Linked DNA regions of Canis lupus: region 2 is linked to region 1. A link is a contact called in public Hi-C data. All regions are on one chromosome and are shown on one strand. The core of a region is the stretch at or near the end of the contact, and the rest is flanking DNA. Distances in the headings are between cores, read along the strand shown.

What was found. Hi-C and Micro-C count contacts between places; a contact is called where the count stands out from the background.
Region 2: a Hi-C map of skin fibroblasts shows a contact between it and region 1, with 3 times the contacts expected there. The contact joins the enhancer-like site here to the promoter of NOG in region 1. A contact is called at or near these places in 4 of 9 Hi-C or Micro-C datasets (amygdala, blood, liver and 1 more).

Annotation. Positions count from the first base shown.
Region 1 is chr9:31,412,984-31,417,262 of UU_Cfam_GSD_1.0, forward strand. It overlaps NOG (noggin), which reads left to right and starts at 2,999. Exons shown (of 1, transcript XM_038546146.1): 1 at 2,999-3,850. The coding sequence starts at 3,084. The coding sequence ends at 3,800.
Region 2 is chr9:31,536,831-31,541,128 of UU_Cfam_GSD_1.0, forward strand. No RefSeq gene overlaps it. Among named protein-coding and RNA genes, the nearest start is that of C9H17orf67, 75 kb to the right of the region's middle. Within about 2 kb of position 1,526, at least 2 of the 20 cell types and tissues checked have an H3K27ac peak or open chromatin away from gene starts, as enhancers often do.

The DNA of each region.
Region 1 (4,279 bases), core at 1,749-4,248:
CACACTATAACCAGGTCATCCAACCTATTGTCTGGCACGGTTTGTTTTTTCATTCCTGAGGGAACTTTTTTGCTGTTCAGTCAAACCCACACAACCTAGATAAAGGACTAAAGGAAACGAGTTGCTTTTCATACAAAAATAGGTGATCTGAAAGGGAGGAGATGAATGAAATGGGAAGCAGCACAATCCCTGCATTGGAACCTACCGTCTCAGGGAGACTGACCTAGAACTTAGCTTTTGAGCTCTTCACTGAAAAATTATTTAACCGCTTAAAATTCACAGCAGTGAGAAAATTGCTCTGGAGACCATTTCATCTTCCTAAGGAAACAAACCAGCATCACGCCCCCATATCGCACAGCAGAAAGAAAGGGATGTGGCGTGAGAGCCTCCTGTGTGCTGGGTTCTAATCGCACATCATTTCCCAATCAAATCAATTTGGGTTGTTATTGTGTCCAGTATCCCCATGTCATTGTGTGTGTGTGTGTGTGTGTGTGTGTGTGTGTGTGTGTTTGCAGGCTTGAAAATTTGAGAATGTTTAAGAAAATGTTTTCAGCTGAGACTGGCCCATCCCTCCCAACAGCTGAGGTTTTTTGGAAAGACTCTCCTGTGAAACACAGTGTGTTTACTTCCTTAGGCAGATGATAAATTCATGGGCAGGGGTGGGGGGGGGCACAGACAACACAGGTTAAAAGGAAGAAACAGATCTCTGGGGAAAGAAAGTAGAGTGATTTAGGCTGTCACTAGAAGTGAGACCTCCTAAGCCCACTCCATGGAGTGCTGCTGGTGATTACTGGCTTCCTCTTCTCCAACTCCTTCTTCTCCAGCTTTCTCCAGACTCCAATCGCATCCACCACAAAGGAAACCAAGTTTGAGTTTCAAAGCTTAGATTCAGGTCCTCATCCAAGGGGAAATTAACTAGAAGTGTCATTTCAACATCCCTCTCCCATCAAAGAGACACCCCTTTGCAAACAGAAAGCACCATGCAAGTTTATTTAGGATCATGGAAAGGTAGGGCTGGAAGAGGAATGTAGTGGTGTCACTAAATGCAGAAAGTAAAGGAACATGGTGCCACAAAAGGGGCTTGTCCGAGGTTAACATAGGGGGGCAGACCGCAGCCAGGACTCAGATCCCCCTGCTGCCAGGTCACCTTTCTTAAGTTTTAGGTCTCCGCTCTCGCCCACTGAGGCCGATTTAGCGGCCGCAGACAGAGGGTGCCCTATAGTCTTGTGACATTTGAGGGGCGTCTGGAGGAATCTCAGGAAGTTCGTTTACACCGAGGGCCTGGAAAGCTTGGAGAGCACAGACCCGAGCAGTCCAGGCCCCCGCAGCGCGCGCGCGCACGCACACACTATGACACGGACACGCGAGCAGAAGCGGAGCTGGGCCGGGCGGACCGCAGGCGAACCCACCTCGCGGGGCCGCCCCCGCCAGCGCCAGGTGCAGGACTCGCCGGGCGCCAGCAGAGGGCGCGCCGCCCCCAGGGAGCCGAGCAGCGGCGGCGCGGAACCCGGCCGGCTAGGGGAGCCGCAGGCGAGCCGGACGCGCCCCTGCAGCTCGGCCACTCAGGGTGCAGGACCCGGCCAAGGAGGAGGAGGAGGAGGAGGAGGAGGAGGAGGAGGAGGAGGAGGAGGAGGGCGAGGAGCGGACCCCCCTCGTGGGCCCGAGTAACAGACGGGCAGGAGTGCTTCCTAGGAATTACATCACGCTGCGCAACGCTGCGGCTCTCGGAGTCCTGCTCAAAGTGTGTGTGTGTGTGTGTGTGTGTGTGTGTGTGTGTGTGTGTGTGTGTACGCGCTGGGGGGAGGGGACTCAGAGCCAGCTCCGGAGAGAGGAAGGCGAGACGCGCCCGGGGAAAAAGCTCCGTGCACATGGAGAAATTCCTTGCGCCGGACTCTGCACCGAGGAACGAGCCCCCGGCACCGCCCCGCGGCTGCCCTCCCAGTGCAAAGCACCCAGCTAGCGGGACCCCTCACAGCCCCACCTCGAGCACCCCCCACAACCGGCCCTGCACCCTCCAGCCCGGCTCCAGCGCCGCCGCGAGCTTTCCCCAGGACTGGCCCTGGCGGGGCGCCTAGAGCCCCAGTTGCATTGCTCCAGGAGAAAGGAGGGGGGCGGTGCATTTTGCAGGAGGAGGAGAAGGGGGGTGGGTGGTGGGGGAGAGAGAAAATTGCGCGGAGACCTGCCAAGCGCCACCGCCGCCGCCACCGCCGCTGCCGCCGCCGCCGCCGCCGCCGCCGCCGCCGCCGCCGCCGCCGCCGCCGCCGCCTGTGAGCTCCGGCGGGCAGCCGGGCTGTCGGCCTCCCGGGGCATCTGGGTCCGGCGGGGCACGGCCCTGGGCGCTGCCGAAGCCGCCGCCGCGGCGAGTGCAGGCGGCTTCCCCCGGAGCCTGTGCCGCTCCGGCTCCTCGGGGGTGGAGAAGTGGGGGGTGGGGTTGTTGTTTGGGGGGAAGGAGGGGGAGGGGGCAACGCCGAGAGAGTCAGTGGTTTCCATGGTGATGGAGCTGAAAGTGCAGGAAATTTAAAGGCTTGGACCCTGCGAGACAGACAAACCGGTGCCAACGTGCGCGGACGCCGCCGCCGCCGCCGCCGCTGGAGTCCGCCTGGCAGAGCCGGCCGCGGAGCCCCGAGCAGGCGGAGGGACGCGCCCCGGACCCGCTGCGCCAGCCGCGCTGCCCCGGGCGGCGGGACGACCGCGGCGAGCGGAGGAGGAGGAGGAGGGGAGGGCGGCTCGGCCCCGCGCCCCGCGCCCGCGCCCGCGCCCCGCGCCCCGCGCCCCGCGCCCCGCGCCGCCGCCCGGGAGCAGCGAGGAGCCGGCGCCCCCCGCGCCCGCCGGCGCCCTGGAGTCCCCGCGGACGCCCCGCCGCGGCCGCCGGCCCCAGTAGACCCGGCGGAGCAGCCGCGGCCGACCCGTGCGCCGCCTCCCGCCCGCCCCGGTGGGAGCCGGCGCCGCGCGAAGGGCTCTCCCGGCGCCTCATGCTGCCGGCCCTGCGCCCGCCCAGCCGCGGGTGAGCCGCCTCCGGAGGGCCGGGGAGTGCTCTCCTCGGGGGACGCGGACGCGGCGGCAGCCCCGGGCGCGCCGGAGGCATGGAGCGCTGCCCCAGCCTGGGGGTCACCCTCTACGCCCTGGTGGTGGTCCTGGGGCTGCGGGCGGCACCGGCCGGCGGCCAGCACTACCTCCACATCCGCCCGGCCCCCAGCGACAACCTGCCCCTGGTGGACCTCATCGAGCACCCGGACCCTATCTTTGACCCCAAGGAGAAGGATCTGAACGAGACGCTGCTGCGCTCGCTGCTCGGGGGCCACTACGACCCGGGCTTCATGGCCACCTCGCCCCCCGAGGAGCGGCCCGGCGGGGGCGGGGGCGCGGGCGCGGGCGCGGGCGCGGCCGGGGGCGCCGAGGACCTGGCCGAGCTGGACCAGCTGCTGCGGCAGCGGCCGTCGGGGGCCATGCCGAGCGAGATCAAAGGGCTGGAGTTCTCCGAGGGCTTGGCCCCGGGCAAGAAGCAGCGCCTGAGCAAGAAGCTGCGGAGGAAGTTACAGATGTGGCTGTGGTCGCAGACCTTCTGCCCGGTGTTGTACGCGTGGAACGACCTGGGCAGCCGCTTCTGGCCGCGCTACGTGAAGGTGGGCAGCTGCTTCAGCAAGCGCTCGTGCTCGGTGCCCGAGGGCATGGTGTGCAAGCCGTCCAAGTCCGTGCACCTCACGGTGCTGCGGTGGCGCTGTCAGCGGCGCGGGGGCCAGCGCTGCGGCTGGATTCCCATCCAGTACCCCATCATTTCCGAGTGCAAGTGCTCGTGCTAGAACTCGGGGCCCCCTCCCCGCACCCGGACAATGGATGGAACCCCACCGACGCCCCCCCCCCCCCACCGCCCGCCTCCGCACCGTCTCCAACCAGTTCCACCACCCTCTCGCGAGGCGGGGAGGGGGGGGATTCAATGAACTTTTTTTTTTTTTTTTTTTTTTTCTGGCTACAGAGACCTAGCTTTCTGGTTCATGTAATGCACTGTTTAACTGTGTAGGAATGTATATGTGTGTGTATATACGGTCCCAGTTTTAATTTACTTATTAAAAGGTCAGTATTATACGTTAAAAGTTACCGGCTTCTACTGTATTTTTAAAAAAAAAATAAGCAAAAGGAAAAAAAAAAAGAACAGAGCAAAGAGAGACTTATTCTGGTTGTCGCTAATAATGTTAACCTGCTATTTATATTCCAGTGCCCTTCGCATGGCGAAGCAGGGGGGAAAAGTTATTTTTTCTTAAAGTACAAAAAGAGAGGGGAG
Region 2 (4,298 bases), core at 276-2,775, 120 kb after region 1:
AGCCCAGGGCTGCCTGGACCCCTGCCCTCTGCTTGTCCCCATGTAGGGACAAGATGACCCTCCAATCTGAGAAGACTCCCTGCAAATGGGCCTTACATCTTCTCACAGCCACTCATATCTTCCCTATGTTTGGCCTTTAATGGAGACATTGCGTTATGGAAACAAACATTATTTCACATTCAAACTAATGGTTAATAATAATGATGCATTTATTGAGCACTTGCCAGGTACAGACACTGTACTAAAAAGGTTAATAACCCATTTCATGTCCCTCTCGCAAAAATGATTATCCCTGTTGCAAAGATGAATCTCTGAAGCTCAGAGAGGCTAAGTAAATTGTCCAAGTCCCAAAGGATGAATGTGGCCATGTCAGAATTCACATCTAAGGCTACCTGACTTCAGAGGCCAAGCTCTTAGGTAGTAAGCTCTATGGCATCCCACTTTCTCTGTTGTCATAGGCTCCCGGTGTTCCCCATAGGTTCTGGTGTTGGGGAGTTGATGCTTTTTAAAAAGGAAATATTCACTATGATAAAGAATAGAAAACATCCACAAAATGTGAACAATTGAGACGCACTTGAGCTCTTCATCGAACATTTTGGGAGAATAGCTCAAGGAAATGCCACACTCTGGTGGCTGAGGAGTGAATGGATATTGATTCTATTGCAAGAATCCTGATGGCAAAGAGGAGGAAATCAAGAATTTACAGGACAGTTTTTCCTTATTTACTCGTTATTTCTTTTCCTTTAAAATAAAGTTTAAGAGCAAAGAAAAAGGATGTAATAGAAGGACAATCCTCTCTGATAAGAGAAAGAGAAGGAGATAAGGTCCCTTAGTTTGAGAGGAATGTGGTGACAAGTTGGGAAAGTTTCCATCCCAATGGCCTCTGTTTTCTCAGGAACACAGATGGGTAGGTCATCCAGTATGACCAAGGGATTAGATGAGAATTTAGGGTGTGCTATGATCTGAATGTTTGTATCTTCCCAAAATTCATGTTGAAATCCTACTGCCCAAGGAGATGGTATGCCCATGGGGCCTTTGGGGATTGATTCAGTCATGATGGTGAAGCCCCCAGTAAAGGGATTAATGCCCTTATAAGAGACCCCACTGAGGTGTCAGGCTCCTTCTGCCTTGTGAGCACACAAAGGGAAGTCTGTGACCTGGAAGAGAGCCCACCCCCCACTCCATGCTGGCAAGCCTGATCATGGACTTCCAGCCTCCACAGCTGTGAGGAATAAGTTTCTGCTATTAATTCTTTTTTAAAAAAGAAATGTATTATTAATGCCTATAGGCCATCCTCACTTTGCATGGTACCATATTAACACATGGGCATCGCAATCTGGGCTGCTGTGGGACTGGGCAGTCAGGACTGCCTCTGTCATCCTTACTGTCAGGGTGTCAGACTGCAATAATGCTGCATGACAAAACTCCCCGCAACTCAATGACCTGCAACAACAAGCATTTGTGTCACCGTCAGTTCTGTTGCCTTTGTTAAACTGGGGCAGCTCTGGGACAGGCTGCAGATCAGCTGTGCTTGGCTCCAGGCTCCCAGGAGGGTGGCATGCAGGTCCATCCACATAGCCACACATTCTTCTTAGACCAGCTTTACTGGTACATGTTTTTTTTTTCACGGCAGATCTTAGAAGCGCAAGAGGCCAAATTGCACAAGCACTTTTAAGGCCTCTGAATGCCTCTTTAGCATCCCATTGGCCAAAACAAGTCAGGATGGGCCAAGCCAACACCAATGGGGTGAGGAAGTGACCTCCAGCCACAGTGGGAGAGCACTATAAAGTCACATGGCAGAGAGTGGGGATGTACAACCTTTTTCCAGGGGGCAAAAAATCAAAAGCCAGAGCCAGATGGCCACAGTCAGCATCTTTATCATCAAGACCAGCAGGCTTCTGGCTTGGTTAAAAGAACAGACTGGCAGAAAGCAGTCCCGAGATCCTCTGGAGCCTTGCATGGACACATCAGCCTGGCTGGTGGCCACTGGCTCCCCTTCCCTTCTGCCCCCTCCTAACTCCCAGAGGCATCCTGGCTCCTCCCACTGCATCCAGGCGCCACCCTCCTCAAATCTTTCTGTTTCCCTGGCTTTTGCAAAGACAGATCTCTCGGCAAAACTCCATTGAGCCAAGACAGGGCTTAGGCAAAAACCAGAATCAAATTGATCTTGATAATCAAAATCCCTCAACTTCACAGCCATTTCCTACTAGAACTTGACAACTCTTTGAAGTCCACAGGGCTGAGAGGATTATCCAGGTTGCCACTGCATAGATGAGGAAACTGAGACTCAGAGAAGTTATGCAGTTTGCTAAACGTCTCATGGTAGCATAACAGTGGCCCTGCTGGGACCTGAAAACAAGTCTGTCTCTGGGCTCTGGTCATGGCAGGGAGGGAAAGTCATCACACTCGGATCCTGAAAACAGCTCTGCTTTGGGAAAGTCAGACTGGGTTGGGAAAAATGTCTGGGGGAAATGTGTGTCCACAGATTCCCTGCACACACTTCCCTCCGGAAGCTTGGTCTGCACGGCTGTACACACAGCCTAGCTCCCAGCCATCTTCCATTTGGACGTGGCCAGAGATGTCCAGGCCACAAGTATTCAGTGTCCTCCTGAGCGCCTGAAGAAGAGCAGATTTTCATCTAATTCTAGGAAGTGTATGAGTTATTCATACCCATCACTGAGCACCGAAGAGACATCATTTTCTCCAGGGATTTTTCCTCTTAACCACTCTACCCTCCCTGTTTTCTCCACCCACCTCATTCCCACCCCCACTTTCTCTAGGCACAGAGATCATCTCCTGGTTCCATTGGTTTAGAAAGGGGATAAGTTTAAACAAAATCCCTTCTGCAGTCTTTTTAGCCACAAAGTGATGTTACAATGTTTGGGGGATGATAGTAAAATAAGGAATTTTTTTTTTAAGTTAATGAATTGGCTGACATTATGATGTCAGAAGGACTGGAGCCAAAGGTGTTTTGCTACAGGGAGTCTCTCCACCGCCCCCCTCCAGACGACACGGCACCCCTGGAGCCCAGAGTACTTGTGACTGTTCACGCTGTTTACACACCCAGCTCCCCTGACTGCCTCTTTGTGGGAAGTTGTTTACATGAATTTATTTTGGGAAAATTCCATTAGACGGGACCAGGATTTCTGCACAAATCATTGCCTCTCACTTGTGTCTTGATCAGATCTGGGCAGGCACTCTTTCTTCAGAGCCCGGACCCCTTGTGTTTCTGTGAGGGGGTGTGGAGGGGACATGTGGAGGGGACGTGAAAGATAGGGAAGTGGCCAGGGACGGGCTTAGGAAAAAAAAAAAAAAAAAAAGAGGTCCATCTGGTGGGATTAGAAGCAACAGCACTGGGAGAACAAAGGGGTTCCCCCTGGGTTGGGGGACTACAGTCTCACAAGGGCAATTTTCCAAACTACAGCTATCTATGGACTCACCCATCTGTGCCTGGTTCTGTGCAAAGCTACCCAGGCACAGAGTCACACTGGTGATGCACCCTGACCTCGAGAAGCTCAAATCTAAAGGAAGAGAAAGCAACAAAAGCAAACAACTCAATCAAATGGTCTTGGGGTCCTTGCAGGGGCAGGGGGGTGCTCCACACCCTTATCCCTCCCAGCCCTCAGTTAGTCATTGAACACATTGATTTCTTCTGTCAAGTCACTCTTGCCATTCACTCCGTTGAAGGAGAATCCCCAATATTAGATGCACCCCAGTTTGTTACCATTGGTTTGCCCTCACATTGGCATCACACATGCCTAGACCACACAGTTGCTTCTTTAGTGCCAAAGCAACCCCTTCTGCTTTCACAAAGAGGAACTTACTGGATACCTACAAGGTGCCAGCCCTTGTGGGTCAGAGATGCTGAGCCATCATCCTGGCTCTGCAGCAGCTCATCTTTGGTCCAGTGGAAAGGGGAAGAGAATGGGGACCACAGATAAGCCACAAAGAGGACACCTGCTCCTGCACAGTGGGAGCTGGCTGTCATTCCAGGTGCACTCCAAGAGCTAGAAGGAAGAAAAGAGCTCCTGGCAGTGACTCAGCACCACCCATGGGTCAAGGTACCCTCTGCCATCATCTGCCCGGCAAGCCTGGCTTCCCTCTCAAGAAGCACTTCTAACATGGCAGACTGACAAGGCCCATGCTCATAGAGCTCACTGAGCAAGCCTGGGCAGAGTCTGCTTCCCTGGATAGATTTCCTCATCTCCAGTAGGACGGGGCTACAGCATCAGTTTTGCAGGTATGTTAGCCATGGAAAGCTGTATGGAAACAAATGGCTGGGCAGTGTTTATGGCTCA